Linked DNA regions of Mus musculus: region 1 is linked to region 2. The links are chromatin contacts, called in public promoter capture Hi-C maps. All regions are on one chromosome and are shown on one strand. Each heading gives the region's core, a stretch centred on a gene start, on an enhancer-like site or on the middle of the called end of the contact. The rest is flanking DNA. Distances are from core to core; before and after follow the strand shown. Region 1 holds the start of Ipo11 (importin 11). Region 2 holds the start of Shisal2b (shisa like 2B).

Evidence for each region. Promoter capture Hi-C pulls out the DNA fragments that hold promoters and counts their contacts.
Region 1: a promoter capture Hi-C map of stem cell-derived epiblast-like cells shows a contact between it and region 2, with 9 times the contacts expected there. The contact joins the promoter of Ipo11 here to the promoter of Shisal2b in region 2. A contact is called at or near these places in 8 of 39 promoter capture datasets (the 3T3-L1 cell line, 3T3-L1-derived adipocytes, cranial neural crest and 4 more) and 2 of 115 datasets of contacts at active chromatin or transcription factors (astrocytes and stem cell-derived neural progenitor cells).

The regions. Positions count from the first base shown.
Region 1 is chr13:106,934,968-106,941,303 of GRCm38.p6, forward strand. Ipo11 (importin 11) reads right to left here and starts at 1,991. Exons shown (of 30, transcript NM_029665.4): 1 at 1,793-1,991.
Region 2 is chr13:104,859,297-104,865,312 of GRCm38.p6, forward strand. Shisal2b (shisa like 2B) reads right to left here and starts at 4,597. Exons shown (of 3, transcript NM_029984.1): 1 at 4,227-4,597. The coding sequence starts at 4,417.

The DNA.
Region 1 (6,336 bases), core at 741-3,240, 2.1 Mb after region 2:
GGCTGCACATCCTAAGGACCCAAGTTTGATTCCCAGCAGGCACACAGGTCAGGTGGGGCACAACCTGTAATTCCATTACCAGAAGATCCAAGCCCCTCTTCTGCCTGTTTCAGGAACAGCACAGACAAGAGGACACAGGAAGATCTTTTAAGCCGGGCGTGGCAGCGCACGCCTTTGATCCCAGCACTCGGGAGGCAGAGGCAGGCGGATTTCTGAGTTCCAGGCCAGCCTGGTCTACAGAGTGAGTTCCAGGACAGCCAGGGCTATACAGAGAAACCCTCTCGAAAAACCAAAAAAAAACAAAAAACAAAAAAAACAAAGATTTAGCTTTTAAAAGATAAATCAAAAAAAAACAAAAAACAAAAACAAAAATAATTAAACATTACCTTTGCCTAAAAATGGATATCTGTATTCTTGAGAAACATCTTCAGTATATCTTATATCCAAATACTACAAGTACTATTCTGCCTTCTAGCTTGGTGCTGAATGTAAATACATTTCATAATATCACAAAATCTAAAGACTTGTTTAATTACCAAATAACTGTTGCACACTGCTTTGGAACCTCCATCCATATTACTACAACCAAATTCCTTTGAGAATTCTCTTTTGGCTTTAAGAAGTGTAATCAAGGCAAAAAAAAATGCCCTCCTGCCCTATAGCTATTACACATGTCCACAAAATAAATTAAAATGTTTATGCTAGACACCATCAGAACACCCAAAGAAGAAGAAAAAAGTCTGCAATCCTACCACCAGCAGGAAAAAAAAATTCTAATTCTACCAAAATTTTCCTCTGTGTGGAACAAAGATGTGGGGAAAGCTATCAAGCCATGTAGGTAATGATGTAAAGAAAGCTATCAAGCTCATATAATGAAGTCATTCTGCCCTTAACCAAAGAACAAAATTCTGAAATAATGTGGAAATGGAAGAGAAAAATCTCAGTCCACGAGAGGTTAAAATATATGGTTGCCAACTGCTCTTCCTTGCTTCCTTCTATACAACAAGCATATCTTAAAGGCATTATCGCATGTAACAGAGCTCCTGTAACGTGTGGAGAAGAGGTGTGCCAACTACAACCTTGGCACCAGAAGCCAGATTACCGGTCTTTGCTATGTACGCAAAAAAAAAAAAAAAAAAAAAAAAAAAAAATCACTCTGCTGTAAGATTCTCACGTTGACCACGCAATAAGAGAATTAAGGGGAAAAGAGCAAATGCTATGGGCCTCGAAATAATTTTGCTGAATCACAAATATTCCCAAATGTAAAGCTGCAGGAGTCGCTGAGCCTGTGCACTGGCGGCCATACCTCAGCATGAATCTCCTCTCGGAGAATTGATGTTGAAGTCCCTTCACTTTTTCCTTAAAGGTGAAGGAACGATCGGAATGCTTAAAGCTTTCCAAAGCACAGCTTCCACGGCAAGGTCGCGTGTGCAGCTAACTCCACACACCGGTCTTGGGAAGGGGAACACGTTTCCCTCGTGCTGTGCAGCCCAAAGCCTCCAAGGACAAATACAGCCCCCTGGCCGGCGACAGGGGACACAATAGGTACCCTCGCCTTTGCTCAGCCTGTCACTCAGACCCTGCCACGCCGCACCGTGGACCCAGCACCCAGAGGCTTCCCACAGCCCGGGAGCCCGTGCTCGCCCGGGCTACACCAGAGCCGCGAGGGCCCACGGCCACGCCGCACAGCTCCGCGGGACCCCGCGTTCCGCCCTCGGCGCGGGGTCTCTCGCTGCCCAGCCCACTCCTCCCTTCCTTCCTTCCATCCGCGCGGCTCGCGGCCGGGCCTCACCGCGTGCTTCGGTCCGGAACCGCCCGGCCCGCCCCTTTCCACTTGTCCACACGAAGCGGCGTTGGTTGCTTCCTCGTCCCCCACGCTCCTAGTCCACACGCTGCCGCCTACTGATGCCGAAAACGGCTTCTAGGAACGCGCCATGTTCCGCGTCGCCACTCCAAACGACGAGGGCGCGCTAAAATTACGTCACAGGTTCCCAGAGCGCCGAGAGGCCGAGGAGGGAGGCCATAGGACGGCGGAGGGAAGGGGAGGGAGGAACTCGAGTTCGAACCCGAAGGCGCGCGGCAGCCAATAGGGTTGTGTGCGCTTGCGTGGTACCCGGAGCAAGGCGCCGGCTTAGGGGCCCCTGTAACTATGGAAACCGTAGGTCCGGAGAAAATCGATAGTCTCCTGCGCTGATCGAAGCCTAAGTCAAAACCATTCATTGCATCTTCACTATTCTGTCAGCTACTTGGTTTAGGAGTCTGTCACGGCAGAAGAGGGTCATCAAAAGAATCCCATTGATGAACTCTGCCACCATAGGTATTTGGATGAGCATTGTTGGTTTTGGTTTTTTTTTTTTTTTTTGGGGGGTGGGGGTTAGAGTTCTGCTGGTTTTTGTTTTGTTTTTTGTTCTTGTTTTTTCGAGACAGGGTTTCTCTGTATAGCCCTGGCTGTCCTGGAACTCACTTTGTAGCCCAGGCTGACCTCGAACTCAGAAATCCGCCTGCCTCTGCCTCCCGAGTGCTGGGATTAAAGGTGTGTGCCACCACGCCCCGCTAGAGTTCTGCTGTTTAATCAGGGTCTCAGGACCCCAGGCTGGCATCGCTGAGGATGACCTTCAAATTCCGACGCCGCCACTTCTCAAGTGTTAGGGTTACATGCATATAGTCTCTGTTGGGAAGGTTTAGGAGTGCCCAGTCATTGAGTTAACCAAAGGCATTTCAAAAATAAGCTAATGTGTGTGTGGCTTTCATTCCAGAATCCAAAGAGTTCCTGGAGAGTGGGTGGAAGTGCGTGATCCTCTGGGAGCACAAAGTGGTGTAGCACAAACTCACAGCTACATGGTTGGTCTAAAATGTATCCACATTCCCGTTGATGCTAATGTTGCCAACCACCCAGAGGATGTGTCCAATGGTAGAGAGACAAGCGATAGTTAGTGTGGGAAGAAAGAATTAAGTAGTTATTAAAAAGAGAAATTTTGAAAAATAGAACTCTTTTATTGGAGTCATAGGTCTTTTGTAAATCTTAGGAAATGTTTAATTTTAAAAAATGAGCATACGCAGGCCGGGCATGGTGGCACATGCCTTTAATCCCAGCACTTGGGAGGCAGAGGCAGGCGAATTTCTGAGTTCAAGGCCAGCCTGGTCTATAGAGTGAGTTCCAGGACAGCCAGGACTACACAGAGAAACCCTGCCTCAAAAAAAAAAAAAAAAAAAAAAAAAAAACACACAACAACAACAACAAAAGCATACACAAAGTGTGTCTAGAATACTAGGACCCCAAATTAGGATGTATTCAGAAGTACTAATTTTGACTAGTATTGAATGGAAGATGCAGGTGCATATTGTTGACAAAACAAATATTTACAGCTAGATGAATAACCCTCAATCCACTGTACTTCATTACTATATTTTCATGCTCAATTTTGAGAGAATAGGGAAAATATTAGAATTAACTTATCATTGAGTGTCTTCAGGTTATATTTGAAATCTTTTTCTTTTTGGGGGTGGGGGAGGGTGGGTTGCTAAGAGTAGAACACATGGCCTTGAACATGCCAGGCAAGCACTGTAACCACTAAACTATTTCCGCAGTGTGTATTTGAAAACATAGTGCTTTTTGCATACAATTGAGAACTACAAAGAGAAAGCAGAAAATTGGTGATGAAATGCTAAATTAAAGAAACATTGAGAGCTGGGCGTGGTGGCGCACACCTTTAATCCCAGCACTCAGGAGGCAAAGGCAGGCGGATTTATGAGTTCAAGGCCAGCCTGGTCTACTGAGTGAGTTCCAGGACAGCCAGGGCTATTCAGAGAAATCCTGTCTCGGAAAAAAAGAAAGGAAGGAAGGAAGGAAGGAAGGAAGGAAGGAAGGAAGGAAAGAAACATTGAGGGGGCTGTAGCGATAGCTCAGAGATTAAGAGAGCATGGAGAGGTTCTGGGTTCAATTCCCAGCATCCATATGGTAGTTCACACCATCTATAACCCCAGTTCCAAGGGATCCAATGTAGCCTTCTGATCTGTGAGGGTACCAGCAAGCTCCTAGTGCACAGACATACATTCAAGGAAAACACTCACATACATAAAATAATTATTAAGTTGTTATTTAATTAAAGAAACATTGGCTTCCCTTACCCCCTCTCTCTGTCACACACACACACACACTTACTTTTTTTATAACATCAGTCAGATACAGTGGCCCATCTCTGTAATCTCAGAACTCAGGAGGCAAAGGCAAGAAGACTGTGAGCTTTAAGACAACCTGGCTTACATAATAAGGTCCAGGACAACTTTGTCTATACACTGAGATCTTTGTGTCTTGGAGGGAAAGAGCAGACACATTACTGCACATCTGTAATCCCAGAACATCTGTATTCCCAGCACACGGGTTTTGGACACTCAAGGATCAGGAGGTTAAGGACAGACTCAGCCACATAATAGTCTGGGGGCAGCCTGAGCTACGTGAGTCCTAGCTAAGAGAAACAAAAATAAAAATACATAAACTTTAAAACTCAGCTCAACAATCCCAGAACTCAGGAGGCTGAAGCAGGAGGACCACTACAAACTTGAGAATGGGTTTGGTGAATTCCAGGTCCCCCGGACTACAAAATGAAACCCCGTCCCAAAAAGTAAACAAACAAGCAAACTTTTTTTCTTTAAACTTATTTATTTTTAATTATATGAGTACACTGTCACTGTCTTCAGACACACACCAGAAAAGGGTGTCAGATCCCATTATAGGTGGTTGTGAGCCACCATGTGGTTGCTGGGAATTGAACTCAGGACCTTTGGAGAAGCAGTCCGTGCTCTTAACCACTGAGCAATCTAATCTCTCCAGCCCACAAGCTAACTTTAAAAAGAATAAGAATTTAAAAGATGTGTGTACATATGTGTGTGTTATGTATGTATGTATATGTATATATATATATATATATATATATATATATACACACACACACACACACACACACACACACACACACACACATAAATAATCTCTCAACAAAGCTCAGTGGTAGAGTCTTTGCCTATTATGCACAAAGCACTGTATTTGATTCTTAGCACTACAAAGACCATTAGTTCTGCAGAGTAGTTTTCATGTTCTAGGTTTTACTGGAATTATCATGATGCTTAAGCTGAGTTGATTAAGGAACATCTCCAGGATTAGTACAGCATACTTCTGGATATGTCTTCGAGGGTGTTGATCGTGAGGGCTTTTATCTATTGACTGGTTAAAAATTTGAATGTTATACCTATGGAACATGGGGGTCCAGTTAGAGAAAGGAGATTCCTAGGGGTGTGCATTTGAAGAGTGCCTCTAGTACCTGGCCACTCCCTACTAGTCTTTTTTGCTTCCTGGATGCCATGTGGTAAATAGCTATCCTCTCTCATGACCTTCCTCAATATGCCTTCCTACCAGACTCATAAATAAAGCCAGCTGTCCCTGGATCAAACTTTCTGAGACCATGAAACAAAATAAAATCACTTTCCCTTGTTTTTCTTAGGTATGTGTCACAGTGATAAACATCTGACTAACACAAGTAACCAAATAGTTTATGAGATGCTTATTCCTCAAATAGCTTTTAAATATAATAAATACAATTGTTTCTACACTGGAAAATAATATAAAAATAAGTATAAAAATATAGTAGGTACCCACAGAGACACTGAAATGATCCCAGTTGCAAGAACAATTTTTCAAGCAGGAGAGATGGCTCAACAGTTAAGTCTTTGTTGCTCTTTCCGATTCCAGCATCTGTGGCTTGTTAACAACCTGTTGATTCCATCTCTGGGCGATCAGTTGCCATCTTCTGGCCTCTGTGGGCATCACACAAACATGGCAGGTGCGTGCATGTACAAATGTGTGCATGCACACACACACACACACACACACACACACACACACACACAAATTGATCAATCCTGTTCATCATGGTAGTGTATGCCTTTAATCCTAGCACTCAAGAGACAGAAGCAAGTGGACTTCTGTGAGTTTGAGGCTAGCTAGAGCTATGTAGTAAGACTTGTCTCAAAAACAAAAACCAAAAAAACAGGTTTCCCCTGTGCTGGTGTACTCTTTGTTCACTTTTATTTCTATTGAAATTTCTCAACAGTTTCAGCATCTTAATGCAGGCATCAGTATTGGGAAGAAAGACAATTTCTCTTCTATTCTCTTGTTACCTTTAGTATGGTCAGTCTCAGCTTAAGTTGATACAAGACGACTTAACAGGTGGGAAACATTTACAGTAGTAACACTATGTGGTGCTGGAGATCAAAGTCAAGGCCTCACACATGCTAGACAGCACTGTACCACATGGCCACCCCTTTTATTACTTTTAATTA
Region 2 (6,016 bases), core at 3,347-5,846:
AGGGGATAGGGGATTTTCAGAGGAAAAACTAGGAAAGGGGATAACATTTGAAATGTAAATAAAGAAAATATCTAATTAAAAAAAGATAGCTCAGCTCTCAAAGATCATAGCCCAGTCTTTTATTTACATATCAATTCAATCAACCACCCCAATTTCCCTTTTGATTATCAGCATTTTATGGCCTTAGCCCCTTGATTCTTAGAAAAAGACAAGTACATTTTTAAAAAATGTAACAGTAAATTCAGAGGTCTGCCTAATTTTGTAAACACAGACAATAAGCTAGTCGGATGGGGTCTGGCTCTGAGATCATCATTCCCACCATCCTGAGCCTAAACTAGTTCTGTCCCAGGCTGACCTTGAACTCAGGAATCTGGCAACTTTTGCACAAACAATAAACTTAGCTGTGTGGGATCTTGCCCCATAATCTCCACTCCCCAAATCTTTCCTTAGTATCTTTCTGACAAACTGGCTCATAGTGTGGCTGTCTCTGTTTTTTTAGGTCCATGACGCTCCTCATATAATTCATCCTGCATCCTTATATTTTGCAGAGTTGAGAAGTTCTGTTTATATATTTTTTAATTCATGTTTTCAGGGTTCTTTCCCACAGCCTTAAGGGTTGTCTTGAACATCTCATCATTTACTACTTTTGTGGCGGACATCAGACATACCCTTTCCTCTTGGACTCATGCTGTCTCTGACTATCATGGACTAATTAAATTTAGCAGAGAGAAGAACGTTCCTCAATAATCTTTGCAGGGAGAATATTCCTAAAGGAGGAACATAATGTAAGTCATGTTCATTATTATACAAACAAGCCTCATGCCTAGCAACCATCAACACTCATGGAGGCCCATGCCTTGGTGACTCTGCTCCAGGGATAGGAACCATGTCACCTTATCTCTTCCATGGCCAGGCAGGACTTGACGATATACAAAGCTACAACCATTGCATAAGAGAAGAGAGTTTAGTTAAAAGAAAACTGGTTTCAGAATGCATCTGAAATTCAAGTCTGAGATTTTCCTGCCTAGCACCAGAAAAGAAGCCCATGTCCCTTCCTCCAACGGTCAAATGTGTCCTCAACTGTCATCTCCCCTGCATCACCTTTGTAATCATTCAATATGTGGTTATACATATGGCTAGACACTAAAGTATAAGTATACGTTTTTATAAACGTGTGCACTTAGTACTATCAAGCAAGAGAGGGGATTTGAAAAAGCAGCATTGTGCTGAACTGTACGCAGACTTGTGTCTCTCGAGTCATGTGTAAACAGCCATAATTAGATGTTAGGCTATTCAAGAGCAGATTTCAGCCGGTTGTGAACACTTTAAGTGTTTAGTTTATAGAAAATATTCAACAGATGAAAGTAAATACTAATTAACTTATGATTGATCTGCCTGTAGCAATTTGGAATGCACATCACTGAGAAATAATGATCTCCGTCTTCATTATCTTCCTGGCTTGTCTTCAGGCTTCTGCTTTCTCTCAGGGATCAGGCCCTAGCAAGCTTGACTTTAGCAAAAGGAAAAGGGGGAGTTTGACTGGGGACACTAGGAGTGCCACTGCCTTGGGAGAAGGAACAGTATTGAAGGCGACAGGCTGTTTACTCCATTCTCAATTGATCTGATGCAATAAAACAGGCTTGCACACAAGAGCTTGTCTCCTGAGCTGCAGACAACATGGATACAAAGTTCCAAATTCTCACGCTTGATTTATTAACTGTCCCAGACATCCCTGCATATAGGGAAGACTGGGGAATTGTATGGCAGAATCGAAACAGAGTTATATATTTGAACCTGGAGGCTACTATGCTGGCTGTCCTTTGCTCTAATAGGATTAGAGGAAAAAGCCCTTGCACCTTGCGTTCTGAAGACGGTATCCAGGAGGGTTAGGATCACTTTCCTATACACAGACATGCACGAATGCAATCTATGATTTTTGTGCATAAAGCAGAGAGATGAGGCATGTGGACAGATCCCTGAAATGAGAATCCCAGTTGCTGAAAAATAATTTTCAAAGTAAAAAGTGACTTAGTAAATTAAAATGTGCTAACCTAATGAAACGGAGCGTATACATCATGAATGTTTAATGCACGAGGTTTTAAAAGACTCCACAGTGTGGAGGAAACTCCAAAGGTATGTTAACTGCTGCAGCGCCACGGCCCCATATTACAGAAGCATTGCTTTGTCCCTGAAGACCTTCATGTAACGATGGAGATCCAGGAGTCCCTTAAGTTGGTCATGTCAACAAATACTTATTCAGCATCCATTCATGAATGGTTCTGATAAATAAGCCTCATTTTCTTAAGACCTGGAAAAGGTTACTGAAGTAGACTCTTTGAATTTAGGGTTTTAGAAGAGTAGGGAAGAAATGAATGGGGCAGACACTGGAAAGGGAGAATTGTCCTTCCTAGCATTCCACTGTTAGAAAGTGTGAGAAGCTGTCGGCACATCCATATAGCCATTCTCCTACTTAGCACCTGCCCTCGCCTCAAGGTAGCTCTGGCTGCCTGTCTCTAGCAGCTGTGGAATCTCAGTTCCAAAGCTACTGACTTCTGTAATATGTTTCGCAGTTGGAGTATTTTAAATTAGGATCGAAGAGCAAAGAATAGAAGAGAAATGAAGCTCTCATAAATGTATCCTCCTGTGGCGTTTCCAGAGCTCAGCAATTCACAGGAACCCCTGGTTCAATGTAGCCAACTGATGCCCCCAGTTAAAGTGATTTTCCTATTTCCCCTGACACTGGACTAACTATCTGTTTTGTCCTGATGAAGATAGACCCCAGAAGGCTGATCCCTCCTTTGTGTTCTCGAAAACCTCAGGAATGTTCAATGGCCCTTTCTGCTTGTCACTGTGGCATCTAGAGATCTGAAGATCTTGGGCACCATTTTCAATAGAGTTTGATTTGGGCATTGCCAGGCTCAGTTGGCACTAATTCTACCCTCATCAACACTTTCAAGCACTCACAGATGAATGACTGTCTGAGCGTGTCTAGAAAAGCCCAGATAACAGGACAGTCCATCACTTTCTTCCCCCAAATAATCTATTGAGGACAAAATAAGTTGACATAATGTTCTGCCAACTTTGTCCTACTTTGTTTGCTATTGATCTGACATGTGTGTCTAGTTCTCGATTGTAATGAGAAAGTGATGTGATAGTAACTCATGCTAGCTAATTCTCTCTCTCCCTGCCTCCCCCTCCTCTACACACACACACACACTCTCTCTCTCTCTCTCTCTCTCTCTCTCTCTCTCTCTCTCTCACACACACACACACACACACACCCTCACACACGCTCACACACACAATTTATGTTAGGAGTTTAAGTTCTTTCCTATAATATTAAGATTCCATTCATTCTGTACACAAAAGAAAAGAATCAAATTTAAAGTTTCTAAGTTTGCAGTCTTCTAGAGGGAGCATTTCAATGTGAAAACAAGCATAAAGTCTGAACAGAAATAAGCGGGGGGTGGGGGTGGGGGTACAATGTAGGAAAAAGAATCAAGAAAGGCTTGTCTTTGAAAAGTGACCAGACGTCAAGCCATGGTCAAATGGTTCAGGTGCGAGGGAAGGGTGTCTAGAAAGGACACACTGTGTGTAAGCAGAGTAACTCAAGCTCTTCCTTCCGTGCTCGACCCTTCAGTCTGGTTGTGCAGTGTCAGTGTCCGAACCGCTGAGAAGAGCAAGTTGTAAAGCCTAGTTGTATGTAGCACCTACTCAAGCCAACACACAAACACACACACACACACACACAGAGAGAGAGAGAGGGAGAGAGAGAGAGAGAGAGAGAGAGAGAGAGAGAGAGACCCCAGCTGCCCAGTGACTCTAAGTACTCCATTGGTCCAATACCTCAACCTGGGTTCCAAAGAAGCGTCCTTTCCATTCAAATGTACCATATCAACAAATACCTGAAGAGGAATTAAAACCTCCAGTCTTGTTAGTAGAGTTTCCAGCTCATCTCACAAGCAGTGGTCCCTGGGGTAGCCTGGGATATATACAGGGTTCTCATTTGTCTCCAGGGTTCTCTGCAGAAACCATTCAGAAATCTGGCGCCTTGGCACGAGGACCTGAACCCAGCCGGAGCTAGACTTCCCTGATTCCAGCTTTGTGTCTTTCACTGGTCACTTTCCCGGGTCTAGAAGGAGGTTGCCCTGCCCAGCCCTGCCCAGCCCTGCCCTGCCCTGCCCTGCCCTGCCCTGCCCTGCCCTGCCCTGCCTTGCCCTGCCCACCTGAGGCTCCACATGTAGCTGTGCTTGTAGGGGAAGTAGCTGCCCGGCTCGCTGCAGCAGTACTTGAGGTCTGCGAAGCCGCAGCAATAGAGCAGCGCGGCCCCATCGCCGCGCTGCGGGCACTGGAAAGGCTCCACGAAGCTGCGGTTGAGGCTGTAGTAGCCCGAGCACAGGCGGCTGCTCTGGCTCATCGCCGGCGGCCGTGCTCAGGATCCCGAGGTGCGTGCGATGTGTGCTCGGACTGCGCTCGTCCCAAGCCCAGGCAACCCTGGGCGCCTCCTGCGATTTGGGGTCCAAGTGCCTGGCACTCAGCCTCTGAGCCCTCTCCGCTCTACCTCCCGCTGTCCACGAGGTGCCGGAGCTCTCTGCTCTCACCGCTGGGTCTGGTCTCTGAGTGGTCCCTTTCTCTGATGGCCCAGCCCTCTGCCTCTTCTCCCTCTCCGGAACTCCGACTGTTTTCTTTGCTCTCTACGGACTCCCTTCCAGTTTCATTCTCTTCATCACAACCTGTAGCAGTCTTCACATCAGAAGGATCTCTGTAGAGGGAACAGCAGAGGTGGGCTTGGGTGCAGTTTACACAGGTACAGCCAAAGTGTCATGGCACTTTGTTTGCCCAGTGACATGGCAAATGGGGTCTGGCTTGCAAAGGCTTTACCTGGGTGGACTACTAATCCAGGTTGGGGAGCAGGCTAGTAAAAGGGCCTCTGATTAGCTTTAGTGAGAGTACAGGGTGTTCAAAGTCAGGTAACAACATTCTCTTAGAAAAATTAACTGTGGGTGTTTTAAAAAAACATACAGTGGCACCCCCATGTTCACCTAAACTACATGGAAAAGGGAGGAAAGGCAAGAGATGGTGGAAAAGAAAGTGAGAAGCTTCCAGAAAGTGAAGCAGAAAGGGGAAGACTTTCGGTCACTTCTGAAGTGCAGAAACCACTTTTTCCGTTGATTCTCATTTTCCTAAGCGATTTGTCCAGTCTTTTGAAATAACATTAGCGATGTGTCCTTGTTGTAGCAAGTCAAACAATACTGCGGGGGGGGGGGGGAGGATAAGAACAAAAATAACAATAGCTTTCACTGGAAGCTAGTGCCTGCAGAATTTCCAGGGCAGAGCACTGTTCATTTTCTTTTCTTTTTTTTTTTCTTTCCATTTTTTATTAGGTATTTAGCTCATTTACATTTCCAATGCTATACCAAAAGTCCCCCATACCCACCTGTTCATTTTCAAATTCTGCTTCCTTCCTTTGGCCAGGGGCTTGATTGGAAGGCAGACATCATGAACTTGTGTGCTGGATATTTTTCTAGTCTTATAAATATTTCCCAGCCATGCTCTGGGACACAGCTACTTGGAAGCAGTTTGATTCTTTCCAATTTGTTTTTAAACCTTGTTAGGCGGGGCCAGCATGGGCCTGGGGACTACATTTTTCCCTACAGAAACCAATGCTTTCTGAATATTCTACTCCATGCATTCAGAATCGCAGTTTACCAGTGGCAGCAGACCCCACCACCTCCAGATCTGTCGGAACTTTTTACTTGATCTTAGCCAAAAAGCGTAGAAGCAGGAACTTTAAAGACCATTCTCTCTACTCTTTTCAATGTTTCTTTCCCCAGCCTCAGACAGCTTCCTCCCCTATGTATACAGATCAGTACTAAGCTGAACATTCTTGTACCTTCGAAGCTAGACTATAGGTCATTTGTCCTCTCACCCAATTCTCTCCTCTCTGGAACCATGTTCTGATACCCCCCATGGCTTCCTGGATTCTCAGCGTCACATTCTCAACTCAGAACCAACC